Linked DNA regions of Oryctolagus cuniculus: region 1 is linked to region 2. Evidence: chromatin contacts called from public Hi-C data. All regions are on one chromosome and are shown on one strand. The core of a region is the stretch at or near the end of the contact, and the rest is flanking DNA. Distances in the headings are between cores, read along the strand shown. Region 1 overlaps TRAF3 (TNF receptor associated factor 3). Region 2 holds the start of TRAF3 (TNF receptor associated factor 3).

Region 1 (4,837 bases), core at 366-2,865, 130 kb after region 2:
TCTCATTTGACTCTGTATTTTTAATCTGCCTGTTTAAAAAAACAAAAAACAAAAAACAAAAAAAACAGAGCCGTCCGTAGTAGCTGTGCGCTGTGAGGACCCATCTGGACAGCCCGAGTGACCGTGACCAGTGATTCACGCCCCGTGTTTTCTGCTCTTCTAAGAAAAAACAAAAAGACAGTGTGAGTTATTGCTCAGCAATAATCATGTTGTTAATATGCGTTAGCAACATGTCTGACCTGATAGCATTATTATGTTTTATATTTTTGTTGACTGTATATTGTGTGTGGTTTTATTTGGTATTTATTTGTGTTTTTGAGGTCTTGCAATGTTTTTGTGTTTCCTATGCTAATAACTAAAGTTTGTAAGACTGTAGAATGCAAAACTTTGAAATGCTAAACTGTCTTATTAGAGGAAAATAAATCTGATTAAGGAGTCCTGGCTTCTTGTCACACTGCGTCTCCCAGGCCACACGCCGTGTGGCTCTGCACCTTCTAGAACACAGACTTCAGTAAGGACCCTGCGAATTGTGTGCGGTCCGTGGTGTGGCCTCGGGGCCTCCCTTGAAATCCCAGGCCCCGGCTCTCAGGGTGGCTGGCACGGGAGAGGCCAGCCGGTGCCGACCGCCAACCACCGGCCTGGGGCTCTCATTAACCCTTTGTGGGACTTGGCATCTCTGGGCCTGCTTCCGCATCCCTAAAATGGAGGGGCGGTCTCTGCTTCCTTCCTGGAACCAGCGGTCATTAATCAGTGGTTACTAATCAGCGGTCGCTGATCAGCGGTCACTGATCAGCGGTCACTAATCAATCCGGCGGCGGCGAGCAGGGAGGTGTGGCAGAGCTTAAGCTGCCACTTGAGACGCCTGCGTCCCACACGGGAGTCGCTGGGGTCAAGCCCACCCGTCTCCCTCCCTGCTAACAGGCGCCCCTGCCACCCTGAGGGGAGACCCAGATGGAGTCCTGGCCTCGGCCTGGCCCAGCCCCGGCCGTCGCGGAGTGAGCCTCTGGGTGGAGGTCATGCGCTCCTCCCTCCCCGCCCCTCCCTCTCAGAAGCCGAAACCCGGCAGTGCTGACCCTGCTGACCGACGCGCAGGCGGGTGCTGGAGCCCCGGGCTCACCGCCCCGCGGCCAGCTCCCTCTGTCCAGCAGTTGTCTGGGGCAGCCCGGGATGAGGAAACCCCACCTCACCCTGAGGCGCCCCAGAGCCACCCGAGCACCCCCGCCCCCAGAGTACACACTGTCCTGCAGCCTGGGCAGCGCCCTGCCCAGCCTCACTCCCTTCATGGCACTCCGTGGGGCCAGGGCCAGGGATGCCCTCAGCCATCCGGCGTGCCCCCCCATCCTCCCTCCAGAGCCGAGGCTGCTCCCAGGGGCCCTGCACTGGTGCGTTCCAGCCAGGCCCGTGCTCTCAGCCCAGCCCCAGGCTGAGGCAGCCATGCTGGCCTCGCCACAGTCCTGCCAGGCCGTGGTGCCCAGAGGCTGTCCCCGCCCTTGCAGGCCCTGAGTCTGTGAGCCCCTGTGCTGGTGGTGGGGGCCCACGCGTCAGCCTTCTCCCTGGGCTCTGGCCCAGCAAGCTACAGGTGTGGACGCTGCCACCTGGGACCCAGGCCAAGCCGAGGGACGGGCCAGGCCGGCCGAGGCGGCCAACCAGGGTTTCAGAAACTCTTCTTTCACCCCTCTGGAATCTTTTCCCCCAGGAACAGAAATAGATAGGAACCCCCGAAACTGCTGGGCTTGGGCCTGGGCCGGAGACAGATGGGACCCCTGCAGAGCCGGCTTCAGGGGGAGCTGTGCCAACCACACAGTTGGCCGGCAGCAAGAAACAGGTTTGGGCAGGGCGTTTGGTGCCGTGGCTAAGCCGCTGCTGTGTCACCTGGCATCCCCGATCAGAGTGCCCGGGTCAACTCCCAGCGGCTCTGTTTGCAGTGCAGCTTCCGACTCTGCACCCTGGGAGGAAACAGGAAGGGCCCACGTACTTGGGCTCCTGTCGCCCACATGGGAGACCTGGGTGGAGCGCGTAGCTCCCGGCTCAGCCCGCCCCAGCCTTGGCTGTGTTGTACCATCTGAGGAGTGAACATCAGGTGGGAGATGCAGCTCTTTATCTCTTTCTGATGAAAATAAATAAAAGCTCAAAAACACAAAATGATGGGGCCAGCACTGTGGCGCAGTGGGTAAACCACCGCCTGCATGCCAGCATCCCACATGGGCGCAGGTGCAGATCCCGGCTGCTGCACTTCCAGCCCAACTCCCTGCTAATGGCCTTGGAACGCAGCGAAAGGTGGCCTAGTGCGAAGGCCCCTACACGCACGTGGGAGATCCGGATGAAGCTCCTGGCCCCTGGCTTTGGCCTGGCCCAGCCTGGCTGTTGTGGCCATCTGGGGAGTGAACCAATGGCTGGAAGGCCTCTGTCTCTGTCTCTCTCTAACTCTGCCTTCCAAATGAATATTTAAAAGAAAAAAAAAAAAAACACAAAAGAAACCAGATGAGAAACTGGTATTCCAGAGCCACAGGCCCCTGACCGCAGCCTGACACCCAGACCACAAGGGGCAGGAGGGTGGGTGGCACACCCCGCTGCCGCCTTCCTCCTGCCTGTGGGGGTGCTCCAACTCCGACAGTGGACAGGGCCTGCTGAGACTGCCGTCCCACAGCCTGGGGTGCACGGGTGTGTCGCTGAGGGGTCAGTCACCAGTGCAGGGTCACCTGCTGGCAGCTCCGCCCACAGAGGCCAAAACCACCTCAGCCGGACCCCAGCCGAGGACCAGACCTCCGGCAGAAGTGGCTGTCCCTGGCCAGAGCGCTCGGGGGAAAGCCACGTGCTGAAACGTGTGTTCCAGTAAGAAGAGCGAGGCCTGGGAAGGCCAGGGTTTGCACAGGGTCTGGGGCGGCCCCGCCTGCTCTGGCCTCTAGGACAGCCAGGGACCAGCGACTGCAGCCCTGGCCCAGCCCACCTGCTCCCTAGAACCACAGAGTGAAAAGCGTTAGAGGTCAGATCCGGAGCCAGAGTCCAGGGGGTTTCCCGTTTTCTGAAAGAGCCGTGTGATCCAATCCCGAGCCAGCCGCCTCCTGGTGACACCAGCAGGAAAACCGCAGGGCGGTGTGGGAGCCGGCACAGCGGCTGGCCGTGCCCTGAAGCCCCGGCCCGAGTCCTTGGTGAGAAGTTGGGGACGGAGGGCAGGAGAGCCTCCAGGAGCTGTCCTGGACCCACTCCCTGCACTCGGGTGGCTCTCGGTGGACCCTGGAGCTCAGAGCCCACCTGCGCAGGCCCCAGGGAGGGTGCAGGGCCGTGCACCCCCGGGTGTCCCCGTCCCTCGGGGTAACGTTGGCGTCTGTGCCCTCGAGCCTGGACCCCTGCCACCTGCCTGAGGCCTTGCAGCCACCAACAGGCGCCACGGTGGGCTCCGCGGTGTCTGGGGACACGGCCTCTGTGGGCAGTGAGCTGGCCGGGGCTATCCCAGTGAGCAGCGCTCTCACTGGGGCAGTGTCTGGCTGGGATGTCCGCGCTGCCCGGGAGACCGCTCTTGGCCAGCCGTGCTTTAGCCCCTCAGACCACCCTGAAGTGGCCCCTGTCCACGCACTCGTGTCCTGGCAGAGGCAGTGACCCCGACCTCCAGCTGGGGGCTCCTTTCCTTCATCCCCAGGGGCCTGTGACCCCTGTCCCTGCCTCCCGTCTGGAGGGGAGAGGTGGAGGCCGGGCAGCGCTGGCCCCGCGAGAACCCCTCGCATCTTGGGGTGCGGCTCCCGCAGCGCGCCGAGGAGCCCCGGGGGTGCAACAGGGTCAAGAAGCCCCCTCGCCTGGAGCTCTGTTCCCCTCCGCCAGTCCAGGGCTGCAGCGCGAAGGACCCAGGCCCTTGTGCCCTGTAAGGCGGGCTCAGCTACCTCCCTTTGCAGGCGAAGGATGGAACAGGCTGAGTGGTGGAGCTCACACAGCGTTTGAACCAGGACCCGGCTCGGAGCTGGTGCGGCCACTGCTGGACGCCCCCGCGGGTGCCCCAGCTGCCCTCCGCCTTGGCTGACAGCCGTGGCAGCCCCTGGGCACGCAGCCCCTGGGCACGCAGCTCCCGGGCACGCAGCCCTGGGCACGCAGCCTCCTGGGCCCTGCTCTCAGGCGTCGTCGAACGCGGGCCCAGCAGCAAGGCGCCCAGCAAGCCCCCGGCCCGACCCAGCCAGGGACCCGCTCCTCTTCCTGCCAATCAACCTCCCGGGCAGGGCCGCGAGCCCGGCTGGCCAATCAGAGCGTAGCAAGCCTGGCCCTCGGGGATTTGATTGGTGCAGCGTGGGAAGCAGACGCCAATCAGAGCGAGCGCCCCAGCCCGGAGGGCAGCCGCCACGTCCTAGCACCGGCCTGCAGGTCTGGCCCCCCGTGTGGCCGCCAGCGACTCTGCCCGAGTGCTTGGCGGTAGTCCTGTGGCGGAGCCCCGCCGGAGGCCGGGCCGACCTCTGCAGCTGGCCCCGCCGCGCCCGCCAGCAGCCTCACCCCTGCCCCGCCCCGCCAGCCTCCGAACGGTGGGCGCATCCTTGAGTGTGGCGTTAAGGCTGCCTTCCCAGCAAGCCCCGCTGGCCGTCGGGGCGCCCCACTGCCCTCTCCAGGTGGGCAGCAGTGGCTGGGGAGTTCTACTCCCCAAGGCTCAGCGCCCCCGGGCCTGCCCTCGGGGCAGTCCACTTCCGGCCTGCGCAGGAGCCCCCACCTCTGGCCATGCCTTCCTAGCCTCTTGGGCCCTGCGGTGGAGTCCACTTGGCCAGCCCCTCGCAGCCGAGGGTGCGAACCAGGGAGGCCCAGTCAATCAACCTGCTTTCGAGAGATGCGAGATGAGGGGCAGTAGGGTGCAGTCCAGACTGCC
Region 2 (4,502 bases), core at 1,295-3,794:
CGAGGAAGAGGAAGAGGAGGAGGAAGGAGAGGAGGGGGAGAAGGAGGAGGAGGGAGAGCAGAAGGGGAGGAGGAGGAGGGAGAGGAGGAGGAGGAGGGGGGAGGAGGGGGAGAAGGGGGAGGAGGAGGAGGAAGAAGAGCAGGAAGAGGGGGAGGAGGAGGAGCTGGGGGAGGAAGAAGAGGAGGAGGAGGGGGAGGAGGAGGAGGAAGAGCAGGGGGAGGAAGAGGGGAAGGAAGAGGAAGAGGAGGGGGAGAAGGAGGAGGAGCAAGAGCAGAAGGGGAGGAGGAGGAGGGGGAGGAGGAGGGGGAGAAGGAGGAGGAGGAGGGAGAGGGGGAGGAGGAGGGGAGGAGGAGCTGGGGGAGGAGAAGGAGGAAGAAGAGGAGGAGGAGGAAGAGCAGGAAGAGGAGAAGGAGGAGGAAGAGCAGGAGGGGGAAGAGGAGGAGGAAGAGCAGGAGGGGGAAGAGGAGGAGGAAGGGGAGGAGGAAGAGAAAGTGCAGGAGGAGGGGGAGGAGGTGGAGGGAGGGGGAGGAGGGAGAGGAGGAGCAGGAGGAGGGGGAGGAGGAGAGGAGGAGCTGGGGGAGAAGCAGGACGAGGAAGAGGAGGAGGGGGGAGGAGGAGGAGTTGGGGAGGAGGGGGAGGAAGAGAAGGAGGGGAGGAGCAGGAGCAGGAGGAGGAGGGGGAGGAGGAGGAGCTGGGGGAGGAGGGGAGGGGGAGGAGAAGGAGGGGAGGAGCAGGAGGAGGAAGGAGAAGAGCAGGAGGGGGAGGAGGGGGAGGAGCAGGAGGAGGAAGAGGAGGAGAAGGAGGAGGAGGGAGAGGAGGAGGAGGGGGGAGGAGGGGGAGCAGGAGGAGGAGGGAGATCAGGAGGAGGAGGAGGAAGTGGAGGAGGGAGGGGGGAGCAGGAGAGGAAGAGGGGGAGGAGGGGGAGGAAGAGGAGGGGGAGGAGCAGGAGGAGGAGGGAGAGGAGCAGGAGGGGGAGGAGCAGGAGGGGGAAGGAGGAAGTGGAGAAGGAGGAGGAGGAGGGGGAAGTGGAGGAGGGAAGGGGAGGAGGAAGAGGAGGGGGAGGAGCAGGAGGAGGAGGGGGGAGCAGGAGAGGAAGAGGAGGAGGAGAGGGAGAAGGAGGAGCAGGAAGAGGAGGAGGGGGAGGAGGAGGAGGGGGGAAGGAGAGGAGGAGGGAGGAAGGGAAGAGAAGGGGGAAGGAGCAGGAGGAGGAGGGAGAGGAGCAGGAGGGGGGAAGTGGAGGAGGGAGAGGAGGGGGGAGGAAGAGAAGGAGGGGGAGGAGCAGGAGGAGGAGGGAGAGGAGCAGGAGGGGGGAGGAGGAGGAGGAGGAGGAGGGGGAAGTGGAGGAGGGAGGGGGGGAGCAGGAGGGGGGAAGTGGAGGAGGGAGAGGAGGAGGGAGGAAGAGAAGGAGGGGGGAGGAGCAGGAGGAGGAGGGAGAGGAGCAGGAGGAGGAGGAGGAGGGGGAAGTGGAGGAGGGAGAGGAGGGGGGAGCAGCAGCAGCAGCGCGGGCTTGACCAGCAGAGGTCGCGGCCCCGGCGGCGGCCGGAGCCCGGAGCCCGGAGCCCGGAGCCCGGAGCCCTCGCGTTCGACGCCGCGGGCAGCCGGGAAGGGAGGGAGCGCGCGGGAGCCCTGCGAGGGGCCGTGGCCGCCGGGTCGCTGCTCCCTGGAGGCCCGGCGGCCGTCCGCCTCGAGGCCGCGTCCCCACGCAGCCCCCTCAGGACGCCGGGGTTGGGCGCCCACCCTGAGAAGTGGGGGCGGCGGGCGGCGCGGGGGCTCCGGGCCCGTGGTCCGGGTGGGGGCGGCGTCGCGGCCGGCCGACCCCAGCAGGCAGGACCCCGGCTGAGGGCGCCCGAGCCGAGGCGGGCGGCCAGGGTTCTGGAGTCGTCCGCAGGGCCGGCGCACGCGGCCACCCGCGCTGGCCGCCCCCTCCACAGCAGTCGCGGGGCGGCACGGGTCACCGAGGGGCTCCTCGGCGCGGGCCTGGGCCGTGGACGCAGCCCCCGGGGGCCTTGATGGCGCACTGGGGACTTGGGGCCGCGGCCCGGCCCGGGAGCAGAGGGCGCAGGCCCGCCGACGACGCAGGAGCCGGCGCCCGGCTGTCCACGCTGGCCCAGGACGCGGCTTCCTGGGTGTGGGAGGGAGGCACCCGGCCACGCCAGCCCCGAGAGGCGCAGGCAGGGGCCGATGGCCGCGTCCGCGGGGCACGAGGCCGTGGGCCTGCTGCGACGGCCGCCCGCGGGCGCGCGTGACGGAGCGTGAGGAGCCGCCCGCCCGCCCCGCGCCCCGCGTGGCCTCTCGACCCGGAACGGCGGGCGCGGGGGCGCGCAGCGGCTGTCGGGGCGGGGGGCTCCGGCCGCGGGCGAGGCCCGCCGGGGGGCGCACAGCGCGGCGCCGCGGCCGAGGGCCCTTAGCAACCAGCCGCGGGGGCGCGCGGGCTCCCGCCGCTCCCACGCGCGCGCGCGGCGGGGGCGGGGCGGCGCGCGCGCCGGGGCGCGCGCCGGCGGCCGGCGGGGATTTCCAGCGCGCGAGAGGAAGTGCCGGCGGGAGGGTGCGCGAGGGCGCCAGCGAGCGCGGCGCGGCGCGGCCGCCGCGTGCGCGAGCCGGGTGCAGCCCAGCAGGGACTTTCCAGCCGGCGGCAGCGGCAGCGGCGGCGGCGGCGGCGGCGGCCGCGCCGGCCCTTCCCCGCCCCCCGACATGGGGCTGCCCGGGGAGCAGGACGCTGCGGACCGCGGCGGAGGACGCGCCCGGCGCCCCTGAGCCGGCCGAGCGGCGCGCACCGCGGGGTAAGGGGCCGCGGCGGGCGGGCGGGACGCGGACGGGCCCACCCTCGGCGCCTGCATCCCGCGCGCCGGGCGCCGGGGCCGGGCCCGGGGCTGCCCGGGGCGGCGCAGGCCCAGGCGGCGCGGCGGTCCGCGCGGCCTCGCCCTGCGCCCCGGCCCGGCTCCCCGCCGCCCCCCGAACGCCGCAACTTCGGGAAACTTTGTGGGGGAGGCCGGGCGGCGGGGGCCGCGGCTTTTCAGGAACCGGGGCGCGAGGCCTCCCGGCCGCCGCGAGCCCCCCGGGGTGCTGAGGCGCCGGCGGCTCCTGCCGGGCGCCCGTTCCGTCTACACCGGCGACCGTGCTCGCCGCGGGCTGCTGGAGGTGATTTTTTTTTTTTTTGAGCCATTATTTAAAAGTTTACACTGAGTCATGCCTCTGCGGATGAATGAATGATTCGCAGGCGGGAGCTGCGGCGGCGGGCGGGTCCGGGCCCCGGGCTCGGCGCGCCCCGGGCTGGTGCGAGAGGTCGCCCGCAGCGGTGTGTGCGTGCCGGGGGCCCGCGCCGGGCCCCGCTTCCACGCGGGCACCTCCCGGGGGGCGCGGCGGCGCTTGGCTGGGCAGGGGTGCAGGACCGCGGACGTGCCTTGCAGGGGAGAAGCCTCCGGACGGGGCCCGTGCAGGGCACCGCTCGGCGTTGGCCCTGTCTGAGCGGTGCGGGTGCGGGTGCGGGTGTGCGTGTCGTCGTCCCTGATGCATTTGTTTTTGTGGAGTCATGAGGGCTGCGTGGAGCAGCGCGCTCGCCGATTCCTGATTTACATTCGCAGCACACAGTTGACGGGAGCCATCGTTTCGTGTTTTCCCCTAGCACTTGGCGCGGATACACACTGGTGAAGCCTGGGACTTGTTGTCGGTTGTCGTCTACGTGTCTGTAAAATGCCTGTGCGCAGGATGGGCAGGTGGACCAGCTGCTGGCTTTAGAATCTTCTCGTGTCTTTAAAATGGCCTGTAAAAGACTGCATCACATGTAGGGAGTCTGACAGCCGGGCGCCGCGCACCGCCGGAGTGTTTCTCGCTGCATTGTGACAGTGGGGACGTTAAGAATTGGTCCAAAGATGAAAAATTCTTTGGCCGAAACAAAATAAAAGCCTTATCAATTTAGCAGCTTGGAAATAGCAGACGAGATTGGAAAACCCTGGTGGAGCGTGGATTCCGGCGTCACTGGTTAAAATCAGCCCGTGTCGTGGATAAGGGTTAAGATGTGAGGTGTTTCGCCCAGACGCCATCTGTTCGGTTGTCACAATGCAGGAACCAGGAAAGCAGAGAGCTGGCTACGGAGAAATCCAGCCCTTTTTTTTTTTTTTTTTTTGATATTCATGTGAATTTTTCTGTGAGGGGAAAGACCAGTTATTTCCCTTGGATGCTGTCCATTCTTTTTGGTTTTAATAAGGTGGCCCCACTAAGAAGGCTGTAGACATTCCATTGGGAACAGGCGATGGCAGTGGCCAGTTGTTTCTTTAATTCCGTTGGAATATCTCCACGCTTGTGTGCGGCTGTCCTTCGTTCGACTGAAACATCTGAGCTGCTTTTTGTTTTCCTCGGTGTTGGGTGTTTGGGATTTTATCCTCTAAGCACCTCTGCTAGAATCCCTTTCCTTTTTTTTACTGTGCAAATCAAGAAGGAGCTTTCTGGGGGTGTTAGCAGAATAGACATGCTAATGAGCTAAAAGATGAGAATGATTTATCACC

What was found. Hi-C and Micro-C count contacts between places; a contact is called where the count stands out from the background.
Region 1: a Hi-C map of an unstated tissue shows a contact between it and region 2, with 2.9 times the contacts expected there. The contact joins the enhancer-like site here to the promoter of TRAF3 in region 2. A contact is called at or near these places in 2 of 6 Hi-C or Micro-C datasets (ear pinna and an unstated tissue).

Annotation. Positions count from the first base shown.
Region 1 is chr20:45,992,661-45,997,497 of mOryCun1.1, forward strand. It overlaps TRAF3 (TNF receptor associated factor 3), which reads left to right. Exons shown (of 12, transcript XM_051834870.2): 12 at 1-436. Among named protein-coding and RNA genes, the nearest start is that of AMN, 4.8 kb to the right of the region's middle. Within about 2 kb of position 1,616, at least 1 of the 8 cell types and tissues checked has an H3K27ac peak or open chromatin away from gene starts, as enhancers often do. A contact at or near this core is called in ear pinna, where this site is marked.
Region 2 is chr20:45,857,163-45,861,664 of mOryCun1.1, forward strand. It overlaps TRAF3 (TNF receptor associated factor 3), which reads left to right and starts at 2,545. Exons shown (of 12, transcript XM_051834870.2): 1 at 2,545-2,780.